Linked DNA regions of Ovis aries: region 1 is linked to region 2. A link is a contact called in public Hi-C data. All regions are on one chromosome and are shown on one strand. Each heading gives the region's core, a stretch centred on a gene start, on an enhancer-like site or on the middle of the called end of the contact. The rest is flanking DNA. Distances are from core to core; before and after follow the strand shown. Region 1 overlaps UVRAG (UV radiation resistance associated). Region 2 overlaps LOC101110266 (2-acylglycerol O-acyltransferase 2-like).

The links. Hi-C and Micro-C count contacts between places; a contact is called where the count stands out from the background.
Region 1: a contact with region 2 is called in a Hi-C map of liver, with 9 times the contacts expected there. The contact joins two enhancer-like sites. A contact is called at or near these places in 4 of 16 Hi-C or Micro-C datasets (blood, liver, mixed tissues and 1 more).

The regions. Positions count from the first base shown.
Region 1 is chr15:54,041,186-54,047,344 of ARS-UI_Ramb_v3.0, reverse strand. The region is part of intron 2 of UVRAG (UV radiation resistance associated); the gene reads right to left. Among named protein-coding and RNA genes, the nearest start is that of UVRAG, 46 kb to the right of the region's middle. Within about 2 kb of position 1,389, at least 2 of the 54 cell types and tissues checked have an H3K27ac peak or open chromatin away from gene starts, as enhancers often do. A contact at or near this core is called in liver, where this site is marked.
Region 2 is chr15:53,897,823-53,904,422 of ARS-UI_Ramb_v3.0, reverse strand. It overlaps LOC101110266 (2-acylglycerol O-acyltransferase 2-like), which reads right to left. Exons shown (of 6, transcript XM_004016332.5): 2 at 4,271-4,449; 3 at 1,641-1,845; 4 at 1,148-1,322; 5 at 319-518. Among named protein-coding and RNA genes, the nearest start is that of UBE2G1, 23 kb to the left of the region's middle. Within about 2 kb of position 2,987, at least 4 of the 54 cell types and tissues checked have an H3K27ac peak or open chromatin away from gene starts, as enhancers often do. A contact at or near this core is called in liver, where this site is marked.

The DNA of each region.
Region 1 (6,159 bases), core at 140-2,639, 140 kb before region 2:
ATGTGCTCTGGAATATGAAATAGTGTAATTTCAAATTCTCAGCAGAAAAAGAATGAAATAAACACCCCTTTCCAAAATGGGAAAAAAAAAAAAAAAAAGACCTCGTGAATGTATGGCCCTTAAATATGAAGGACCACATTTAAGGGGTGGGATGATGGGCACAAAGAATACTTTATTCCAAAACTAATTAAAAGTCTTTGGAAAAGACAGTAGTCTTTTGAAGTTGTTTCTGTGGCTGAATAGATGGCCTGAATCAACATTTTAAACCAAAAGAACATTAATATAGAACTACTGTCAATCTTCTCATTACAATGACCTTCCTTTATAATTTTATAGAATAGCTGCCAGGCAACAACCAATCATTTCTGAGCTGGTCCACTCAGATACAGATATGGTCTGCCACATATTAAAGACTCCACTGCCTAATAATGTCATTGTAAAGATCTAGATGATTTTCTACATTTAACCTATACATATAAGCCCATGTCTAGATGGAACAAATTATTCAAGTACTAACATCATTTAGGGACCTATATCTTATTCACTGAAAGTACAGTGGCAGAATATTAGGATATTTATAGCTTTGAAAAATTCACCTCCAGGAGAATCTAAAATTATTATTTATTACCTGGGCAATTTCTCTAAAACACTGTCCAACTGATATTTATTAAAGGAACACATATACAGAAAGGTTTCAAAACACAAACAAGATGTCACTATTTTATCACTCAAAAACAAATTACAGTCACAAGAAACACAACTAAGAATTCATAAAAGCTGCTCCAACTTCCCCAAAACATACAAGATAACTCTCAGGAATGGCATACTAAATTCATAAGCAGTAATTATTACCCAGCCCAAAACTCTCTCTCCTTTGTCTCATTCACCTTTATTCATCCTTCATGTCTCAACTTAGGAATCCCTTATTGTAAGAGGCCTCTCCTGACCCCCCTCACCAAACTAAGATAAATGACATTCCTACATGTTCCCAAAGAAGCCTGTTCTTCCCTGGTCTTACAACTGCATGATGATGGAGTCTAACACAAAGTAGTATAAGATGGCTAAGCAAGAGGATCCAACTCCCTTCTCTCTCTCTCTCTCTCTCTCTCTCTCTCTCACACACAAAAATGAAATGTTAACTCAGTTCAATTAGAACATACACTTCTGTGACAACCCCTCAGGCCAGTAACTCATAAAAAATATTTCTATTGTCCAGTCAATTTTTTCCCAAAGATTTAAAAATATCTCAGGCACTCTCAATTCAAACAGAAGTTTTGGTTCTGATAACTCTGTCACATGCTTTCCCTAAAAGCACATGCTCTAGAACTTTGTTTATTCAGTTATAAGGCCTATCACTGACCTCTGTTAGACCTCTAAGAGACATCTAACCAGCAGAAGGGAGTGTGATGTAAGGGGGGCAGCACAATGCTGTGAAAGAGACGGGTTTCCAAACACACAGGAACTAGCTATCCTGCCACCATAAGATTTTTAATTTTCTTAATAAAAAAGAAAAACTTTTTCGTAAAAAATAAAATACGCAATAATTAACTTGATAATTATTAAAGATGGTGCACATGGGTTCACTGGGCTTCCCTGATAGCTTCAGTTGGTAGAGAATCCGCCTGCAATGCAGGAGACCCCGGTTCAATTCCTGGGTCAGGCAGATCCGCTGGTGAAGGGATAGGCTACCCATTCCAGTATTCTCAGACTTCCCTTGTGGCTCAGCTGGTAAAGAATCCGCCCGCGATGTGGAAGACCTGGCTTTGATCCTTGGGTTGGGAAGATCCCCTGGAGAAGGGAAAGGCTACCCACTCCAGTATTCTGGTCTGGAGAATTCCATGGACTGTATAGTCCATGGGGTCTCAAAGAGTTGGACACGACTGAGTGACTTTCACTTTCATGTGGGTTCATTAACCAATTCGCCTCTACTTTTATGTATGTACAAAACCCAATTTAGAGAATTTAGTTACTTCCATTCTTACCACTTCAATTATTTTAGTTTTTAATTAACCAATGGCCCTTTAATAATGTTAAGAATATTAATTTCCCCCTGAACCAAAAATCAACAAATAACGAGTCTGGAGGGTATGGTTAGCTGAACCCTGAGATAAGAAAGCTGAATTATACATTCACTACTAACTGTTCAATGCTAAATATATCTGAGAAGAAATCAGGACTCTGACATATAACTTGGAGACACAGCTCCACCATCTAGCCTGTCAACAGTGGATTATTCTAGTTAATGCAATGGACGCTGGACTTCACTGTGCTAGGGACATTAGAAAATAGAAAAATGAATAAGCTGGGGGTCCTTGTTCACTAGCTGCCCTCATGTGTTACCTCTCAAAAACTCGTTCCCATGCCATCCACCCCTTGACTACTATCTGCTATCTCTCCAGGTCATTTCCTCTGCTGTCCTGATTCTTTCTCCCTGTCTCCGTCACGCTTGTCAAAATCTCAAACCACTCACTCCACTCCGGCCACACTAACTTCTTAGCCATTCCTTGAAAACCTCAAGAACACGCCTTGTGGTTTCCTACTTCTTGGCCTGGAACAGTCTTCCCCTCTTAGATACAGCGTCGCTGTTGTTCAGTCACTAAATCGTCTCTGACTCTTCGCCACGCCATGAACCGCAGCACGCCCCCGTTCCCTGTCTACCACTATCTCCTGGAGTCTGCTCAAGTTCATGTTCATTGACTCGGTGATGCTATCTAACCATCTCATCCTCTGATACATGGCATGTTCCCTCATTTTTTTCAGCTATCTGCTCAAATGAGACCTTTCATGTGACTACCACAGAAATTCAGCCACTACCCCTGCCAGATACTTCACTACACTGCTTTATTTTACTCAATTATATTTATTGCATCTAACAAGTTCCAATTTACGGACTTCCCTGATGGCTCAGATGGTAAAGTGTCTGCCTACAACACAGGAGACTCGGGTTCAATCCCTGGGTCGGGAAGATCTCCTGGAGAAGGAAATGGCAACCCACTCCAGGACTCTTACCTGGAAAATCCCATGGACGGAGGAACCTGGTAGGGTACAATCCATGGGGTTGCAAAGAGTCGGAGACGACTGAGTGACTTCACAACACACAAACACATTCCAATTTATCATCAATTCTAACAAGTATTTTTCTTCCACTGTAAAATAAATTCTGACTTTCAGTTCAGTCACTCAGTCATGTCCGACTCTTTGTGACCCCATGAACTGCAGCACGCCAGGCCTCCCTGTCCAGCACCAACTCCTAGAGTTTACTCAAACTCACGTCCATTGAGTCAGTGATGCCATCCAACCAGCTCATCCTCTGTTGTTCCCTTCTCCTCCCGCCTTCAATCTTTCCCAGCATCAGGGTCTTTTCAAATGAGTCAGTTCTTCGCATTAGGTGGCCAAAGTATTGAAGTTTCAGCTTCAGCATCAGTCCTTCCAATGAACACCCAGGGCTGATCTCCTTTAGGATGGACTGGTTGGATCTCCTCACAGTCCCAGGGACTCTCAAGAGTCTTCTCCAGCACCACAGTTAAAAGCATCAATTCTTCGATGCTCAGCTTTCTTCAGTCCAACTCTCACATCCTTTCATGACTACTGGTAAAACCATAGCTTTCACTAGACAGACCTTTGTTGGCTAAGTAATGTCTCTGCTTTTTAATAAGCTGTCTAGGTTGGTCATGATTTTTCTTCCAAGGAGCAAGCATCTTTTAATTTCATGGCTGCAGTCACTATCTGCAGTGATTTTGGAGTACAAAAAATAGTCTCTCACTGTTTCCACTGTTTCCCCATCTATTTGCCATGAAGTGATGGGACCAGATACCATGATCTTAATCTTCTGAATGTTGAGTTTTAAGCCAACTTTTTCATTCTTTTCTTCATTGTAAGATTTTTCTTTCATCTTCCATTGTAACATTTTTCTTCCATTGTAAGATAAATTCTGACTTTAGAAATGTTAAAATCAGTAAGGTCCTGTACTTGTTGACCACTAGATGGCAGTCTTCAGTTCAGTTCAGTTCAGTCGCTCAATCGTGTCTAACTCTTTTCGACCCCATGAATCGCAGCATGCCAGGCCTCCCTGTCCATCACCAACTCCCAGAGTTCACTCAAACTCACGTCCATCGAGTCGGTGATGCCATCCAGCCATCTCATCCTCTGTCGTCCCCTTTTCCTCCTTTCCCCAATCCCTCCCAGCATCAGAGACTTTTCCTACAAGTCAACTCTTCGCATGAGGTGGCCAAAGTACTGGAGTTTCAGCTTTAGCATCAGTTCTTCCAAAGAACACCCAGGACTGATCTCCTTTAGAATGGACTGGTTCGATCTCCTTGCAGTCCATGGGACTCTCAGGAGTCTTCTCCAACACCACAGTTCAAAAGCATCATCAGGTGTCACTATCTACACGCACAACCTTAACAATAGATGTCTTTTTGTGTGTGTTTTTTTTTTATTGTAGTATAGTTACTTTACAATGCTGTGTTACTTTCTGTTGTACAGCAAAGTAAATAAGTTATACACATACATATATCCCCTATGTTTTGGATTTCCTTCCCATTTAGGTCACCACAGAACACTGAGGTCCCTGTGCTATACAGGGACCTCATCAGAATACATAGCAGTATATAGTTGTTCTTAATATCAATTCTTTTAAGCTATTGACACTACTGACACTACATGTGCTTAGTCTGTCAGTTAAGAATCTCTTGATTTAAGTTGAAACAATCCTATATATAATATCTAGCAATAATTTAAATTCAACACATTATAAAAATATCAAGTATTCATAATAATGTGGAATAACCAGAAAGAACATTCAGACTGCTAATGAGAATATAAACAAATAACAACTATTTAGCAATATGTACTAAAGCTTGTAATATGCATATTCCCAGCAAGCCCACTTCTAGACATATACACAACAGAAATGCATACAAATATTCAACCAACAGATATATCCAAGAATATCCATAGCAGTACTGTTCATGTTGGCTCAAAACTAGAAACAAGCACTTCCCCTGGTACTCCAGTGGTTAAAGACTCCACGCTTCCACTACAGGGGCACAAGTTCATTCCCTGGTCCGGTAACTAAAATCCCACATGCCATGTAACATGGCCAGAAAACAAACAAAACCAGAAACTAACCAAATTCCCAGCAACAGAAGAATGGATAACTTCTGGTATATTCACACAACGAAAGACAATAGAGAAAACAAGTATACCTCACAATATGAATGACTCTTACAATATACAGTTAAGACGTCAAAGTCAGACACAAAAGAACAGACACTATATGATTCCATTTCTACAAAGCTCACAAACAGGTAAATTAATTTATGGTATTAAAAGTCAGAAAAGTCTAAGTCACTCAGTCATGTCCAGCTCTTTGCAACCCAATGGGCTACACAGTCCATGGGATTCTCCAGGCCAGAATACTGGAGTGGGTAAGTTGTTCCCTTCTCCAGGGGATCTTGTCAACCCTGGAGCTGAACCAGGGTCTCCCACATTGCAGGCCGATTCTTTACCAGCTGAGCTATCAGGGAAGCCCATGTTAGAAGTCAGAGAGTAGTAACTGTAAGGGGTAAGGGGGCTTCCGGGCACCGAAAACATTCTATTTCTTGATCTGGATACTGGTTACCCATGTGTATTTAACTTGAGAAAACTGAGTTTTCACTACAGCAAAGGGGGTAGAGTGAATCAAGCCCTTCTACGCTATTTGCTCCCTAAACCTACCCTCCCCACCTCTCAATTGTCTGCAGACCGTTTCTGTCTCCAACTGAGCCAGGATAGGAGCAGAAACAATATTTAGCGGCTACTATGTGTCAGGCTTCCCTGGTGGCGCAGCTGGTCTTCCTAGCAGTTCAGTGGTCAGGACTCCAAGCTCTCACTGTTGAGGGCCTGGGTTCAGTCCCTGATCAGGGAACTAAGATGCCCCAAGCCACGTGGCATGGCCAAAAAAAAAGAAAAAGATGACAGCTTGATGAAGAGAAAAGAGTAGTAGAGACTTGAAGATGGAGGGCCTGGATTTGAGTTCTGGTCCTGCAACTGTGTGTGACTCTGCAAAAGTCAGAGACTCTCTGCATGTCAGTGTCTTAAGATCTACCCTGTCTACAAGTTGCTCTAAGGATCAGAATGAGACAACATATGTAAAAGGATTCTGTAAAGATAACACTT
Region 2 (6,600 bases), core at 1,738-4,237:
AAAATAAGGATGAGAGTCTACCTCCAAGGTCACCCGGAAAAGTGAACTGTAATGAGCCATTGCAGTGCTTGCCACACAGTGGGTGCTTGGTAATCTGTAGTGGCTATGGTTCTTTGTACCTCAGGTACAGTTCTTGTCCCAGACTGCCTTTTATCAGGGTTATTTGCCTGTGTCTCTATTTCACCCTCTAGAACATGAGCTCCACTTGGTCAAGGATGTGTCCAACCCAAGTCCATGTCCTCTTGCAGTGCAGAGCCCAGGCTTCTTGCCTTGTAGCCTTCCCCCCACCTCCCTATCCCAGCCCAGGTCTAGGCTCACCCACGGTGGTGATGGGTCGGCGGTAGGGGATAAAACCAAAACTGTACTGGAAGACTCCACGGCCATAGAAAAGCGGGAGGGCAACACCTGTCTTCTTGTACAGTTGATCAATGAACCATTTCCACCAAAAGCCAGGAGATTTCTTAGGGTGGACAAATAAGTCATTGTCCCCAAAGGAGAAGATCGGCACTAGATCTGCTCTGGAAGGAGACAGGAGAGAGGGCATGTGGAGGAGCAAGAAGATTCAAACTGGTCACCTAGCAGGAAGCTTGTGACAAAAATTACAGCAGAGAACAAAGCCCTGGGCTGGAAGTAGGTGGCCTTGGGTAACTCCCAGTTGTGCTACAGCTTTGCTTTGAGATAGTGGGTAGGTCCCAGCTCCTCTTAGGATCACCACTTCCCAGTTGCACCATGACAAGGAGATCAGAATGTTGTAGAGTCCTCCCAAACATCAAACATCTGCAAAGTTTCTGGGAAAATCTCTTCTGCCCCAGCTAGCTTGTGTTCTTCAGAGGTGCTTCAAGGTTGGATAACTGCTCTAAGCTGTGCCCCAAACTCCACTCTCTCAGATCCCCTAGGTCTCAGATATAATGCCAACTTTGGGCAGTATGACCCATCACACCTAGTCCTTTTGATCAACTCGTCTCCCTTCTAGAATCTTCTCTGGGTATTTGGACATGAGACAGTAAATATCTTGCTAAGTTATCCTCTCTATGAATGGACTGAACATCTTTTGCTAAAATAGGACCTGTCTTGATCTCTGCTGTCTTCCCACCAAAACATGATACTTGCCAATCTTCAGCTGAACCCAGAGCCCTCTCCCCAGTACCCGTGCATCAGGGCGAGCCTGACGAAGCCCTTGCGGTTCCGTAGCACCAGCTTGTTGGCTCCAGGCCTCGTCTTCAGTGCCTCCTTGATGCCCCCAACAGTGATGACCACTAGGTTGCCGCTTCCTTTCCTGCTCAGAATGTGAGCAACACTCTTTTTGTCAACTGGGACCAGCCCTGGGGAGAGTCATGTGGTTAGCTATGGGGTGAAGGGGACAGGGGCCATAGGGGGGATGCGGTAGGTCCCTACTCACCCTCCCCCTACAGCTGGGAGTTCCCTGAGGACTGGGATTGAGTCATTCCCTTCTTCCCAACCCCTCACCAAGCTCATTGCTGGGAACAGAGCTGTGGGAAGTGCTTCCTTGGGTCTAGCCTCCTTCTCTACTACACATGTTCTTGGAGGAATTACAGAATTTTTAGAAGCCCTCCCTGAAATCCCTCCTCCATGCCTGCAGCCCTCATTTTCCTGGGCTTTCCAGTTCTGGGAAGGCTTACCCCCTTTCATGATGTAATCCCTGAAGAATGGGATCCAGAAAAATATGTTTATCGTTGTCACATGTGGCTGGATCCCAGGGAAAACTGAGAAGAAGCCCGTGCTCTCTGAGCACAGGTTGGTAAAAACTCCTATCGACAGGACTCCATGAGGGTGGAAGCCAGCGAGGTAGTTCCGGGAGGGGTCCAATTCAGCAGTCTTGACTAGCTGTGGGGACAGAAACCTGGTGAATTGGGGCTGTACCTCGTGCCCTCACTGGTCCACCTGCTGACTTTCTGGGCTGACCTCTTCTATGTCTCCCCTGTGCCCAAGTTCTATCACACCCCACGTGAATGTGCTGAGATTAGAGACGGCCTATCTGAGGATCCTTGTCCCCACTGCAGACCTGGAGCAGAGGAGACGCTCTTGGAGACTCTGGAATGAAAGGAAGAGAATGGACCCATGAATGGACCCACCAGGGAAGGAAGGCCCCCTGCCCAAGGACTCCTGGGAGGGTGACAGGGACACAAGCCCCTGTCCTACGTGAAGGGAAACCTTATCCCAGACAGAGTCTACCCAGAATGAAGGAGCCATTGCAGGAGGGAGTGAGCATCTCTCCAAAGACTGGGGCAGCTGGAGTTCTGTCCTGGAACAGGGCTGACCCCTGAGTTCCTGTGACTCAGTCTAAGAGACCCCAGTGTGCTAGGAAGTGGGGGTGGGAAAAGGGGCACGAAGTCCCTAGTGATGCCCGCAGGTCTGGGTAGGGAGGGGTCAAGAAGGTGTCCTGCCAAGTCTGCAGCACTTCCTGACACCAGGTCACAGCCTGCTCACAGAATTGCACCCTTGCTCAGGCCTTGGCCTGTGTAGACACTGCTGCTCCAGGATAATGAAATCCTCACATAGAAACCCAGCTCCTGGACTGATCTTCAGGATGAGGTGGAGGCACCTTGTCCTGGGGGAAACATTGCCTGATTCTCTACTGTTAATTCTTGAGGAAGCCTATCACTTATGTTTAGAAAGCTCCAAGACCCAGAAACCATTTCCTCATTTTGCTTGAAATTCCACCACTAAACTCTAGTTTATAAAAATCACAGCAGGAACTGTTTAAAGTTCAGGAATCCACAAGCATTTGGCAGGGAGTGCTAGAGGCTTGTCAATGTGGGAGAGCTCCAGTAGAGCACGGACTCCCACTTATGGGCTAGCCCATGATTCCTGCAGGGCCTGCACAGTGAAAGTGTGTAGAAGAGTTGGAGGATCTCCTGGGAGGTGCTGGAGTCCAGAACGTGAGGCCACTGAGCTATCTCTGCAGGCTCCCAGCCCAAGACAGGCAAGTTACTGGGCATATCATCCTGCCCTCTGCGTCCACTCATAGGTACTGCCTGCCCTCTGCAGGCCTGCAGTGGGCAAGACTCCTGAATGCTATACACATGAAATTTCTGCAAATCAAGTCCAGTGTCCCATCCGTCTTAATAGTGACTTTGAGAAAACCTCCCCTGGGGTTACCTGTTTGGGTGAAGAGCATGAGTGTCACAGAGCCCCTCAGTACCATTTTCCTGGCAGACATTCAACTGACAAGAGTTTTGGTTGCAAAGAGAGCCACATGCTATTCTTGGAGGCCCAAGGATGATCTGATATTTCATGAAATCCTCACAACCCAATAATGAATGTGGCATAATTTCTGCTTTACATGTGAAGAAATCAAGGTTCAATGAGACTAGCTCACCCAAGATCTGGTATGTTGCAGATCTGGTATTAGAACCTATCCTGCCCAGCTCCACAGGTCACACTCTATCCATTTCTTCTCTTCTGTTTCCAGAGGAGGGCCACCTGCCTCTTCCTGGCACCTTTCTGTGTCTCTCCTGCCTTTCCCACCCTATCTGGACAGTAAATCATCCCTTCCCAGGACTTACACCCAAAGATTTAGTCTTTTTGTGATACAGGAAAGAAGTAGAAGGCTCAGTTTACTTAGAGCAATGTCTTCCTCAATCAGGACTGAACTTTGAGCCCATGGTGAGGTATCCACAGTGACCTTAGGTCAGAGAGTCAGTCAGAGGCACTCAGAGCAGAAGGAAGCAGTATGTTTACTGGATACATGGGGAAACTGAGGAACTGATTGAGCAAGGCTCTGTCCAAGGACATACAGCATACCGAAATTTGGGGCAGAATAGATCCAGAGAACCAGTTTAGGGCTCTCTGCCTAGCTTCTTTACCCAAAGTTAATGCACAAACTTTGAAACCAGTAAAAGGACTTGTGTGGCCTTGGTCATGCCTTTCTTTCTCACTGGGTATCAATCTTTTTATTTGAAGAGGTGTGGGGCTAGATGTTCTCTAAGGACATGACTTTATACCTGCAAACCCAAGCGTGTCTGCTGAGCAGTTTACACCTATAAGACATACATGTGTGCTACCATATATAGTCCACAGAGCTCCTTCAAATCCTGTTCATTCATCAGTCCTCATAGTGGCCCCACATCTCTGCAGGTGGAAAACCACCGCCAGACAGAAGCTGACTCCTCCCCATGCTGCATAGTGGTGGAAGCCCAGCTCCTTCCTCCTAGCCTGGTATTCTGCTCACTGCACACAGGGCCACACTTCCCCACGGACACGTGGGGCACTACAGGCTTAGCCACTCCCCAGCCACCCCGTTACTCACCGAGACGGGGAAATAGTCCTTCATGTGCTTCCATATGACCCAGTGCCTTACGATCTCACTGTGCCTGCCCCCCTGCCATGGCTTATTTTGGTCCGAGTATAACCAGATCGCATACAGGATACTGAAGAACCAGAATCTTGTGAACAGGAGGCCTATGAAGACCACAAGGCAGAGAAAGGCTGGGGAGGGAAGCAGGAGCTGTCAGTAGTCACAGGAATGAAGGAAAAAGCTCTCCCCATATGTCCAGCACTAGCAGCACTGTCCTGTCCAGCCCTCATCCCAGGAGGAAGGAGTCAACCTTCCCTGCCTTCAAGGAAAAAGGAATGTAGCCTTTCCAGTGTCACACTGGGAACCTGAATTTGAAGACAGACTTAACTATAAACTTTCTCCCACTGTACCAGGCTGCTTATTCACTCCAATCTTATCCCTTCCACCTCCCTCTCTGTCCTGTTAAGTAATTTGTATTTACCAAGGGCTCAATAAAGGCCTGATGGAGAAGCGATTAAATGAGCCTTCAGGACCACAGAGAAAAGGGAGACATTGTCTTTGCCCAGCCCTCTTTCAGTACACCCTCAGCCCATCTTTCATAGATATATCCCACCAGATCCCTCCTCTAATGAAGCTCTCCGATGGCTTTTTCATAACTTTGAGGCACAGACCAAGGAGCTCATCCTGGCTTTCAAGCTCCCCATGACTGACTTGAGGCCCTTCCTGCTCCAGCTTCACTCACCCATATGCATCCCCATAATCCAGCCACACTAAGCTGCTCAGTGTTCCTACAACTCCCTGAGCTCTTTGTCTCTTAGCTTTTGCTCACGTTTCCTATGCCTGCCCTTCCCTCTCCTGCAAAAGGAGGGAGGTAGAGGCTAACACATCTGCCTGTACAGCATTACCAGGGCTGGGCCCAGTGAGGAATTCCCCTCTGATCTTTGATTCTCAGTCCCTACCACAGGTTAGTCCCAGCTTCACCTCAGAGTTGGGGAGTTCTATGGGGCTGTCATTAATCTAATGCCAATGGAACCTCATTCCCAGGGAATAATGTTCCCTCTTCAACTCATTGACTCCACTCAATCCCATACATTCAAACTCTTGAAGAAGGTTAGTTTCCACTTCTGTTCCATCTGAAAGTAGGGTAGATTGGGCTGTCATTCCAGGTAGGTTTCCAGGAAGAGGGGACGTTTGACTCAATTTAAATAGTAGTAAAATTCATAAGCCAGACAAAGTAGGTTGAAGCTCACAGATGCTCACTTTACACAGAGCTCCTGCAATGAGTCAGGTGCTGGTGGGACAACTGTGAACTGGCAGAAAATCCTGGCCTTCTCAAGCTGACTCCCACAAATCTGGAGGAAGGATACAGGATGCCAGTGGGGACAAGATGTCCAGGATTTTGACTTAGGTTTTATTTAATTTCATTTATTTATTTATTTGTCACTACAATGTGAAGAAAGCAATAAAACCCCAGCTAGGTCGTTGCCCTTGAGCAAAATCTGAAGTCTGTGTGGGCCACTCCCATTTTCAGAAAACCAGCTCTAGAGGGTAAAACCTTGTTGTTAATAGTGACTCCCTGGAGGGTAGTATTTGAGGAAGTCTTTTACTTTTAGGATACACATTTTGTTTCAGTGTGTCACAGTAAAATTATTAGTTTTGTACTGAGAAAATAAATGTTAGGAAAAAAACCCATATGCAGGGTATTTCCATTTGATCTAAAGATCTTTCTACACCCCACCATCCCCCTCACCTGGGCTCACTCTTTACTGTCAGCAGGAAAAATCCTAACCAGGGAGTCTTTTCAATTTCTGAGGACAGGGAAAGACTTTTTTCACCTTATTACAACAAGGGGAAAAATGTAAAAGCCCACTTTACAGAGGCCCAGAGAGGGTATGTAGATTGGTTAGGTCACACAAAAAGTTAGTAGGATGAGATTTGGCATTCAGTTCTGCTATTTGGGCTACGTTGTACTCCCAGCATTCACTCATTCAACAAATATTCATTGACTTCAACTCTTTTAGGAGCTGGAAATGCAGCTGAGAACAAGACAAACTGTTTGAAAGGATCTTACCTTCCTATATGAGATGCTAATTGTTAAGAGAAGGAAACAGAGTAAACAAGAAACCCATTGTTTCTGGGCCCTGAGTCCACTGTGACTGGTCCTAGTTAAGTACTCCAGTCATCTCTTGGCCCTTCCACCGTAGGGCCTGCTCCATGTCCAGTATGAACCAGCTGTTCACCATATGTATGGTGCTTATTCCCCCACTGGAGGCCATCACTCTCCTACCAGCCTTTAAATCCCGCCCTGTGGATCCATCTCCTAACCATCTCTCTACCTAGTG